Linked DNA regions of Anser cygnoides: region 1 is linked to region 2. A link is a contact called in public Hi-C data. All regions are on one chromosome and are shown on one strand. The core of a region is the stretch at or near the end of the contact, and the rest is flanking DNA. Distances in the headings are between cores, read along the strand shown. Region 1 overlaps DEPTOR (DEP domain containing MTOR interacting protein). Region 2 has its middle 8.0 kb from the start of EXT1.

Evidence for each region. Hi-C and Micro-C count contacts between places; a contact is called where the count stands out from the background.
Region 1: a Hi-C map of liver shows a contact between it and region 2, with 7 times the contacts expected there. The contact joins two enhancer-like sites. A contact is called at or near these places in 2 of 7 Hi-C or Micro-C datasets (both in liver).

The regions. Positions count from the first base shown.
Region 1 is chr2:149,986,308-149,991,109 of Taihu_goose_T2T_genome, reverse strand. All of the region lies in intron 2 of DEPTOR (DEP domain containing MTOR interacting protein), which reads right to left. Among named protein-coding and RNA genes, the nearest start is that of DEPTOR, 7.0 kb to the right of the region's middle. Within about 2 kb of position 2,364, at least 2 of the 3 cell types and tissues checked have open chromatin away from gene starts, as enhancers often do. A contact at or near this core is called in liver, where this site is marked.
Region 2 is chr2:149,308,447-149,313,025 of Taihu_goose_T2T_genome, reverse strand. No RefSeq gene overlaps it. Among named protein-coding and RNA genes, the nearest start is that of EXT1, 8.0 kb to the right of the region's middle. Within about 2 kb of position 1,360, at least 2 of the 3 cell types and tissues checked have open chromatin away from gene starts, as enhancers often do. A contact at or near this core is called in liver, where this site is marked.

The DNA.
Region 1 (4,802 bases), core at 1,115-3,614, 680 kb before region 2:
GGTTTGTAAAACTGACCCAACTGAAATATCACCCATCAGAAAGCCCTGCTGATCACTGCCTCGGTGCAGGTCACCCTGTGATGATGGTCCAGAGGTGCTTAAGCCAAAGGAAGGGAAGCACCAAGCAGGGAACCAGCAGGCAGAAAGAAATAAGGGAAAGAGGGGACCACTGCTTTCATTGGCAATACCAGCTTGAAATTTTAGCCTTCAAAACTCTTTGCCTCACTCCACATCTGTAGCTGCAGGCACACCTGGCTCCCTGCAGAGCTGTACCATGAAGCAGGGCCTAGCTGAGGAACGGACAAATAGATGTCACCAGAAGCAGAGCCACTGCCTGAGGAGGCTCCTCTGACTTCACAGGTTTCACCAGAGCCCGAGCGAGCCTGTGGGTTATCTTGTCTCTTCCTCTGTGTTCCCATGCAACTTGTTCTCTCTCTACGCATCAGCATTTTCCAAAAACGAAGGAGCACGGCTGCACATTGTTGTCACAGAATCACAGAATTGTAGGGGTTGGAAGGGACCTCCAGAGATCATCGGGTCCAACCCCCCTGCCATAGCAGGTTCCCTAGAGCAGGCTGCCCAGGTAGGCGTCCAGACGGGCCTTGAACATCTCCAGAGGAGACCCCACAACCTCCCTGGGCAGCCTGTCCCAGCGCTCCGTCACCCTCACCGGGAAGAAGTTCTTTCGCATGTTGGTGCGGAGCTTCCCATGATCCATTTTGTGGCCACTGCCCCCAAATACACTTCCACTATATATTATATTATGCTTCCACTCCCAGTGTAGAGCACTTTCCTGGCAGTGCAGGTTTAAATAATCTAGCTTTCTTTAACCCTACAATCATTGTTATTCTTCCTGCTGCAAGGAACAAAGGCATGTTCACAATACAGTCATTTCTCCTTTAGGCCACAAGCAAAATGTGAGGTTCAAGGCAAAGGTCAACTCCCCAAACCATTACAAAAAAAAACATGTTGATATTTACAAAATTGATTAAAAATTCCTTCTCATCTGTCCTTCTGCTGGCTGGCTGAGGCAAACTGCCTTCATAAAACTGTCCATCCTATTTGCAGTACTAATAGTCTTAGTGAAACCACTGTAAGTAAGGATCCTTGTGACACTATGCCTAAACAGGTTTAAGTTCTATTTAAATCCAATGGTTTACACATCAAAATTATTTAAAATATGTGGTCTAGATGTTCTGCTCTTGGTTAAGGAAGAAAAGCAATAGGCCATGGCTAACATGAAGTGTGTGCTTCACCCAGTGAGTGCCAGTGGTTCTGCTGAGATCTCCAGCTTTGTAGCTCCTGTCATTATTTTAGCACCTCAATGCAGTTTCTCTTCAGAGATTGTTTGTGTACTTTGTTTTCTGTGGCATTTTTATGGAGTGTATTCTTCTTTCAAGCCCAGGTGCAAGTACCAAACCTGCTTATTTCTTACTTTTTCTTACCACAACTTTCATTCCCTTTGCCAGTTCTTCATCAGTTTAACCTTTTCCCGCAAAAGCTTGAGCAGATCACTGTATTCAAGCCTTGCTTTCAACGAGAAAAAAATATCTTCTAGTCAGCAAAAGTGCTCACGCAAACATGTGATGCCAGGAAGAAGGAGGCAAAAAGAGCTAACCACAATACAAGGGTTACAAATATAAAAAACAGAGTAAGTGGCAAGAAAGAGAGAAGGGTCTGGATTTTTAGAAGGGACTATCAGTTTCTGAGAGCAGACCCTACGCCAAAAGGTACCACCCAGGCCAGCACGCAGTGCCTGGGTGCTTGGCTATGGGATACAGAAGCCAACACCAGGATCTCAGCTGGGCTGGGAAGAAGCTAACTTTTGCTGCTGTGACTGCACCCTTCAAGTTGTTAAATTTTACATCAAAGAAAGCACGGAAATTCTAAAATGCTTACAATTCAAGAAGTACTGGCATCTATAGATAAAAGAAATACCTCTCAGTTAACTTGAGATGCACAGGTTGCTGCCTACTCCTTGTCCAGTTATCCATGAGGGAAAGCTGGCTGACCTCCCTCCTGGCTTCAGCCTGGGCTCTCACCCTGCAGTGGGACTTCGGAGAGGGGAAAGAGCGGGTCCTTTCCTGAACACTATTCCCAGAGCTCCCTGCCATCCCATCCCGGCACACGCCGTGTAACCTCTGCATCTCCAGAGGTATTTTTCTCTGCACCTTGGGAATGTCACTTTTGGGTTCCATGTCTGCTGCACGAAACTGCCACCAGCTGTGGCCAAGATTTGTGTTGCAAGGGCTTTATCTTTCCTCTGAGCACACAGAGCCTGCCCCTGCAGGGACCTGATAAATAGCTTGAATTCCTAGGCGCGATCACTATACAAATAGTAAATAATAACACCAAGTGATAGGAGCACTTCTCTGTCACGTTGCCAGCCTATGGCCACTGCCCCCACAGGAGCAGGGGTTGTGTAATAAGTGCGGGATACGGCAAAGCCAGGTTGCCTGTGGCATATTAATCCTGCCCTTCCTGCACCAATATCAGAGCAGTTTCCTTCACCTGTTCATAGGCAGCTCCTCTAATCTAAAATAGATAAAACCTACTCTTGCACATGGTTCAAATACAGTACCCTTGGCTTGCCTGCTAATCTCTGCTAACCTGAGACAAAAGTTAATGATTCACTCCACCTGGAATGGAATACACAGAATATACAGCAGCAGCCACTCTTACAACATCCGCCTTACTGTGGACATAGAGCAAGAGATCGCTGTTTGCACATGCATTGTTCACTGTTTTAACTCAGAGCTGTGCTCCAGGACAGCTGCTGACTGGAGTGGCTCAATTATCAAAAGAGCTTAAGGGAAAGACCTGAGCAAACGAGCAAACGAAAGCCTTACGCCTGGATTTCCAGAAATGCTGAATAACCAAAAGTTTAACTGGAAAAAATGAGAAATGGAGATTCCTGGCACTTGAACCATATGTATATACATATATCATATATGTATATCTATATATATACATGCATATATAAGCATGCACACACGCTTGATTAAAATTCCTTATATTCCCATATATATATATGGGAATATATATGTATATAAAAAATATATATATTTATATATATATAAATATATATATAATATATATATAGGGGGCCTGATATCATCAAAATTAGTACAAATGGGCAAGACTCAAAGACATAAGAAGGTGAATCATGTATCAAAGATTCTACAAAAAAAATGAACATATCCATTTGAAAAATATCACGCTGTTTAAAAAAATTACAATTAATTTGCATTAGGTAAAACATATCATTAAAAGTGTTGTGATAGCACAGAGATAGCAGGAAACTTCTGGGTGTCAAAGCACTTAATTTCGTGACCTTCCCGACCTTCACTTTGAAACCTTTTCTTTCAGCGTATTGCTCTGGTGGAATTTCACAGAGAAGACTGCCAATTTTTTGGTTGCTTGATTTTTGGAAAACAAATTAACGAAGGTGAAATTATTTGGGCAGAAAGCTCTGAAGCACTTCATTCCACAAAGATCTGATGATATAACCTCCTGTGTCCTATCTGCCCTCAAGTCAGCAGACATGAGCCTTCTCGAGCGAGACAAATGAAAAATATTTTGTTAGGGTTAGTTCTGAGGCCAATCAGTAAGCTCTTTGCTAATGGAAATGCAGCTACCAGGGGAGAACTAAGGTAGCTGCAGGAACATGGTGCAGGTGGGAGAAAAGCGCATACAATATCGGATTGGCTTAGGCAGATCACAGAATCTAACCTTAATGAATTCTGTCTCTAAAAATGCCATATAAGTTCGTTTAATATCTGAATACCAGTCTGGACCTGACTGTAGAGGAAGTGACCTCAAGGCGATTCTGTATCTGAAATCCTCACGTTCCTTTTAGTGCACAAGACCACACAGCTGCAGATGTGCATCACTACAGCGTTGATATAGTTTCAAGCACAGTGACAGCATTAAATAAATTGTGTAGCTATATGATTGATACTGATATGATCAATTTCTATGTTATTACATTAAAGGCATGGTTCTCTTGATTGCATTTCTCTTACTGCTATGCACCATGGGTGTTTTGCATCTTTGAATGCCAATGAACTTTTGAACCCTTCTGGAGTGAAAAAGGTTGACTATTTATTGCTCAGAATAAGAAAAAAATTTATGGACCTGTAGGCGCTATCATACTGGAGAAGTTAATGACTGTGAAAGTCATGCACTCTAATTTATTAAGAAGTTTTCTTAAAGTGATAATATTCCTGAAGCGGGACCCTTGGAAGACCAGTGAAAACTGGTTCTGGCTTTTCTCAGCTTCAAAATTTACAGCTCTTTACCATGTAAAACCTCTTCTGTAAAATGAAAGTCCTGTACAAATTCTGATAATAAGGCAAACAAATTTCTGTTAAACCGTTATCTTACATCTTGTCTTTCCAGGAGGAATGTAAGAAAAAGAGATTTAAAAGCATACTAAGCATACTTCGCACTTCCCTAACCAAAAACAAAGGAGATGAGAAACTGTCTTACTTGCAGAAAGTCTTTGGCTCATTTTAAAAGTTTCCTAATTATTTACTAAACCATTTAACAGAAGTGTGAGTTGGAAAAGGTGTTGCTTCTCATACAGGCTGGTATCCAAAAATCTGCAGAGAAGAAACATTAAATGTCATTAAAGTTTCACCTATTTCAGACAGCCGCACCACACAGACAATGGCAATTTCTGGTAAAATAAATAAATAGAAAGAAAAAATAAGTGCCCTTTTAATATTGCTGTTTGGTCAAGCAAAGCCTGAAGACACCCTGAATGACTAGGCACATTTTCTGTGAGAAACGAGGGACTC
Region 2 (4,579 bases), core at 111-2,610:
TGACCTGCTTGTGAAGCTGAACCCTGAGTCCATCGCCTTTCTCCATGGAGATCCCTCATTTCTTAATAGAATTAAAAATTATATATATATATATATATATATATTTATTTTTTTTTTAAGAGGGGTGCACCCCTAGCCTAGTCCAGCTCATGGTAAGCAGCTACATCTTGTGAGGACTTGGAGGCAACCCTCTTCTGGTTCTTGTATGAAAGAAATTTACAGGCAGGTCTGAGAAACAACGTTCCTTCAGCACCATGACAGGGTAATTTCCATCTCAGAGGTCCCCTTGACCAAGGGTGGTAAGCACTTCTATAATATTTGGTCACGGTGATTGCATTAATTAGTAGGACCAAACTGCAGGGGTCTCAAGGGCCACATGGAAATTCAGACCTTTCATAACTTCAATATTACCCAAAATCCTGAATGCTGGAGCACAAGCTGTTTGGACTTGCTTAGGATAGCGCTTGTTGGATTGATTAATAATTTTCTCTGGGCAGCAGCCAAAGATCAGAGTCCATGCTGACGCCAGCAATCTGCCAGAGGGCTTGGGTATTATCAACAGTTGATATGGTCAGGCTTGAATAACCACTAGCGGAGTGGATATGAAGTTCCCTCTAGGAAGATCCATCGGACCATCTTCTCTGCTGTACCAGTGTGTCTTCTGAAGGTCAACAGCTGCTGTCTATGGCCTCAGCAGACCTGTAGGTGCTCTCAGGCAGGCAGTGACATGGGTCCTACATTACATTAACGACGCTGGCAGCATCTGGCATCTCCTCTGTGTTCAGTCTGGCTAGCACACCTGGATCTCACACCTGGATCTGCACACTCTCCACAGTGATGGAGATGTGGATCAGGATCATCACTCGATCCCTCTGACCGATCCCAGTGGCTGGGCGGGGGGACAGCAGGGAGGGCTGGCTGGATTCTGGTCATGACGTGTGGTTTAGAGCCCAGCCACCGCAGGTGCTGACTGCAGCGGTCTTGTTGTGGTCTCTCTAGGTGGCCCCGCGTGAGCACGGGGCTTGGACCAGGCGTCCTCCTCTTCCAGCCTCAGCCGTGCTGTGACACTGTGACTTTTACACCAGAAACGATACCAAAAAGGGGCTGGAGGGAGTAGGGGCAGAAACAGGCCACTAGCCTCAAAGGCCTCAAAGGCCTCAAAGGCCTCAAAGGCCTCAAAGGCCTCAAAGGGCAACAGATACCCAACTGGGTGTCCAAAGGGAATGACTTAAACTGCCTTTGCCTCTGCCAACAGCTCTGCCTGTGACCTCCACCCCTGCCACCTCAGGTGGGAAGCGCTGGCGCCCGCACCGTCCCTCTGCCCACCCCGTGGCCGTGCTCACGGCTCCCTCCAGCCCCGCACGCGCTCTGAACGAGGCTCCGAGGGAAAGGGAAATGTCAAAGACGCATGTGGGAACTGCATAATTTTTCTAGTTTATTTTAGCAGAATGTGATCCTGGGCTTCCAGGGGCCAGCGAGGGGGTTTTGTGTGTTGGGAGGTGATCGCAAATCGGGAGAGGAGCCCAGTGTACCGTTACTGCTCAGCTTTTAGCTATTTGATTTTTAAGTCCTATTCTGATCTAGGGGCAGGCTACAAACCTGTAAGTCAGCATTACATCTCCTAAGAGGCCTGGGAAGAGACTTCTGCTTATTTTCTGGTATCTTGGGCTAAAAATAAAGAACAGCTTGGTAAGATAAGCGCCCTCCAATTCCAGGGACCAGTACGCAGACCACAGCAGTCAGCAGGACCTGCAGCCAGCCGGGGCTCGGGGCTGAGCGGCAGCTTTCAAACATTAACTGCGATGTTTATCTGCCGTCAGAGGAGCTCATTTCCCGCACGCACGGACTGCGTGCGAGGCAGCCCACTTATCTGGTGGTACAATCGATAGGCAAAGCCTGCTGAAGTTGGGTGCCTTCTGCAAGCTCAATAACGCTGGAGTGAGCGCTGCTTTTCGGCATCAGTTGAAGAAGGAAGTAAAACCACAGGGTACTCGGGGGGGGTCTGATGCCAGGACCGTGTGATTTGTAAGACATAGGAGCCTGTTAGTATTTCCCTTGTTTCTTATCGCTCGTTTTTTAAGATTCAAGGTAGGTGAGATACGCCCTGCTGCAACCGTAATTAAACATACAAGTCTGGAGGAAGGAGGGGAACAGGGAATCGCCAAGTCTGCTCTTCATGGGAGGAGGATTCAGGGGAGCAGTGCAAAGCACTTCTGAGATCAGCTAATGGCAGCGGAGCGGACAGGGGAGATCCTGACCACCCAAGGTTTTCAGAGGTGCTGGCACCCATCCCCGTCTTTCCTACTGAAGTAGAGCTGCAGGAGCCAGATATCCTCACGCTGCCAGGAGGCCTCCCCACCGGGGCCATGCCTGTGAATTCAGGAGCAGCTCCAGGCTCCCCTGCTGCAGTAGCACTGCTCGCCCCATCTCGGGGAGTCTCCCCTTCCCTGGCCGAGCTTAAGGCTTCCTCTCATTTCCCTTGAAGCAGAAGAGGGATGTGCCCAGCAGCAGCAGCCGCTCCGGGTTGTGATCACCACCGACCCACGCAGGTGGGAAGGGGGACTCGCACCTGCTCGCACCGCGGAGGAGCAGGAGCACTTTCATCTCTGCGATTGTGTTTTACCTTTTGATGCCCTGGATGTTTATTGCTTTATCATGTATTAATTATTGGCATTCTCTAGGCTTCCTTCTATCTTAATCTGATTTAAGACAGACATTTGCATTTGAAAAGTAGCTAGCATGTATAGCAAATCCTTTCCCTTGGTTTCCTATTAATGTGCCCAGCTTTGATGTATTATATTAATGCCATTTGCCAGGGGTGAAATTAGCACACCACCTAGGGAGATCCACTTCCTTGGCGAACCTACTGCCTTTACCCACAGGCAAAGCATCTGCCTGCCCTGGCGCTAGCACCAGATCCTGATCCTGACGGCAGCAGCGCGGACATGCAGCCGCTCCTCTCCCCATCACCTCTGCACCGGCCACGTCCATCCCGCAGCACGGGGAGCTCCGTGCACACCCCAGCCTGCCGACCTGGGGCCGGGTGGGCCCACAGGCTGAGGATCAGAGAGGTCTGTGGCCGTGGGACAGCGAGAGCTGAGCACGATGAGGTGCACCATGCTGGTGATGGAGGGCTGGGCAGGGGAGGTTGTGGAGGGGCGCAGAGGGCTGCGCGGTCAGAGGGCTAGGCGAGACGTGGGGTTTGCCTAGTGGTCTTCTCGAGGGTGTACGCACAGCAGCTGACATGCATGTGGACTTCTCACAGCCTCAAAATGATCTGTCTAACCTTCCTGTCGCACTGTCGTGGTCAGTTTGGGAACAGAACAAACCATTCCTCTGGTTAGCTCAGTACCACCATTACTCCCTCCAACTTTTTTTTTTTTTTTTTTTTTTGGCTTGCACTGCATAGCTTGCATAATTTAGGTCTTTTGTGAAGTTTCCCTGAGCCTGATTGATCTGTTTAAATTGGAGCAAAGGGCCTATGGGGGTCACGGGAGCAACTGGCTGATGTTGACTTAGCTGAAAGGACGAGTGGTGGGCATGGGACTGGCTGACCAAAGGTGTGCTCAGAGCTGCTGACCTTAGCGAAACCGAGCTTAGGCGACCAGCCCCAACCCACCTCGGGTGTTTGCTGCAGCTGGGTGGCTTTGCCAGCCTGGATCAGATCCCAGGACCAGTGAGGCTGCAATGTCCCTGCGTGGCACTGCCCGGGAGGTGACAGCCTTTGTAAGGAGCTGTGCTGGGGCTGGAGACGTGGCCCTCCCAAAACAGCACTCTGATCCCAGCCTCGGTTGAGTCTGGGCAGCTCGAAGTGAGCTTGCTTCCCCTTAAATGCCCGCGTGGAGTTTTGTAGCAGGCTGAGCTGGTTTTAACAGCATTTAAGTTAAAATGATTACAACTTCAGCCTATGGACAAGAGTTCGAGCAGTTTCCAGAGTTCATTTACAAAAGGGGTTGGAAAAGTTATTCCAAGTTAACAGCCTACATTACAGTAGCAGTTATTTGAACAGGTGGGGACTGGGGGAAGTAGGGACATTAGCCAAATGGTGAATCATAAGCTAATCAGATTGCCACCCATATTTGCACCGAAAGGAGGAAAAAAAAAAAAGTGGTGCACGAAAATACCGCACATCGCCAGCTTCAGAACTGACTCAGCAATGGCCCAAACTTTTATCGAGCTTTACTGGGCTGCCTGCTTTGCTCCCACTTGGTATAGTGGGAGCTGTCTCCGGGAGCCACCAGAGAGGCTTGCTGTGCCCCTATGGCCTGTGGCTTGCTTGTGCTCTGTGCTGCCCTCCGCATTTCTGCTCTGCACAAGCGGGGATGAGTCTGGGGCAGCCGCAGCTCCTGCAGCCTCCAGCTCCTGCGCCCAGCAGAGCTGTGCTGGTGCCAGAGAAAGCCTTTGGCCATCAGGGGACAGGCAGGTGATGGAGCCGATCCCTGCCTCTTCCAAAAGCTGGGGGAAGAAGAACCACGCTGGGGCCCAGGGCTGCTCCGCACCACCCACACTCACCCTCCCGGAGTGCAGCCGCCGGAGACCCCCTGCAGCAGTAAATAAATAAATAAACGGAGACTTAAAT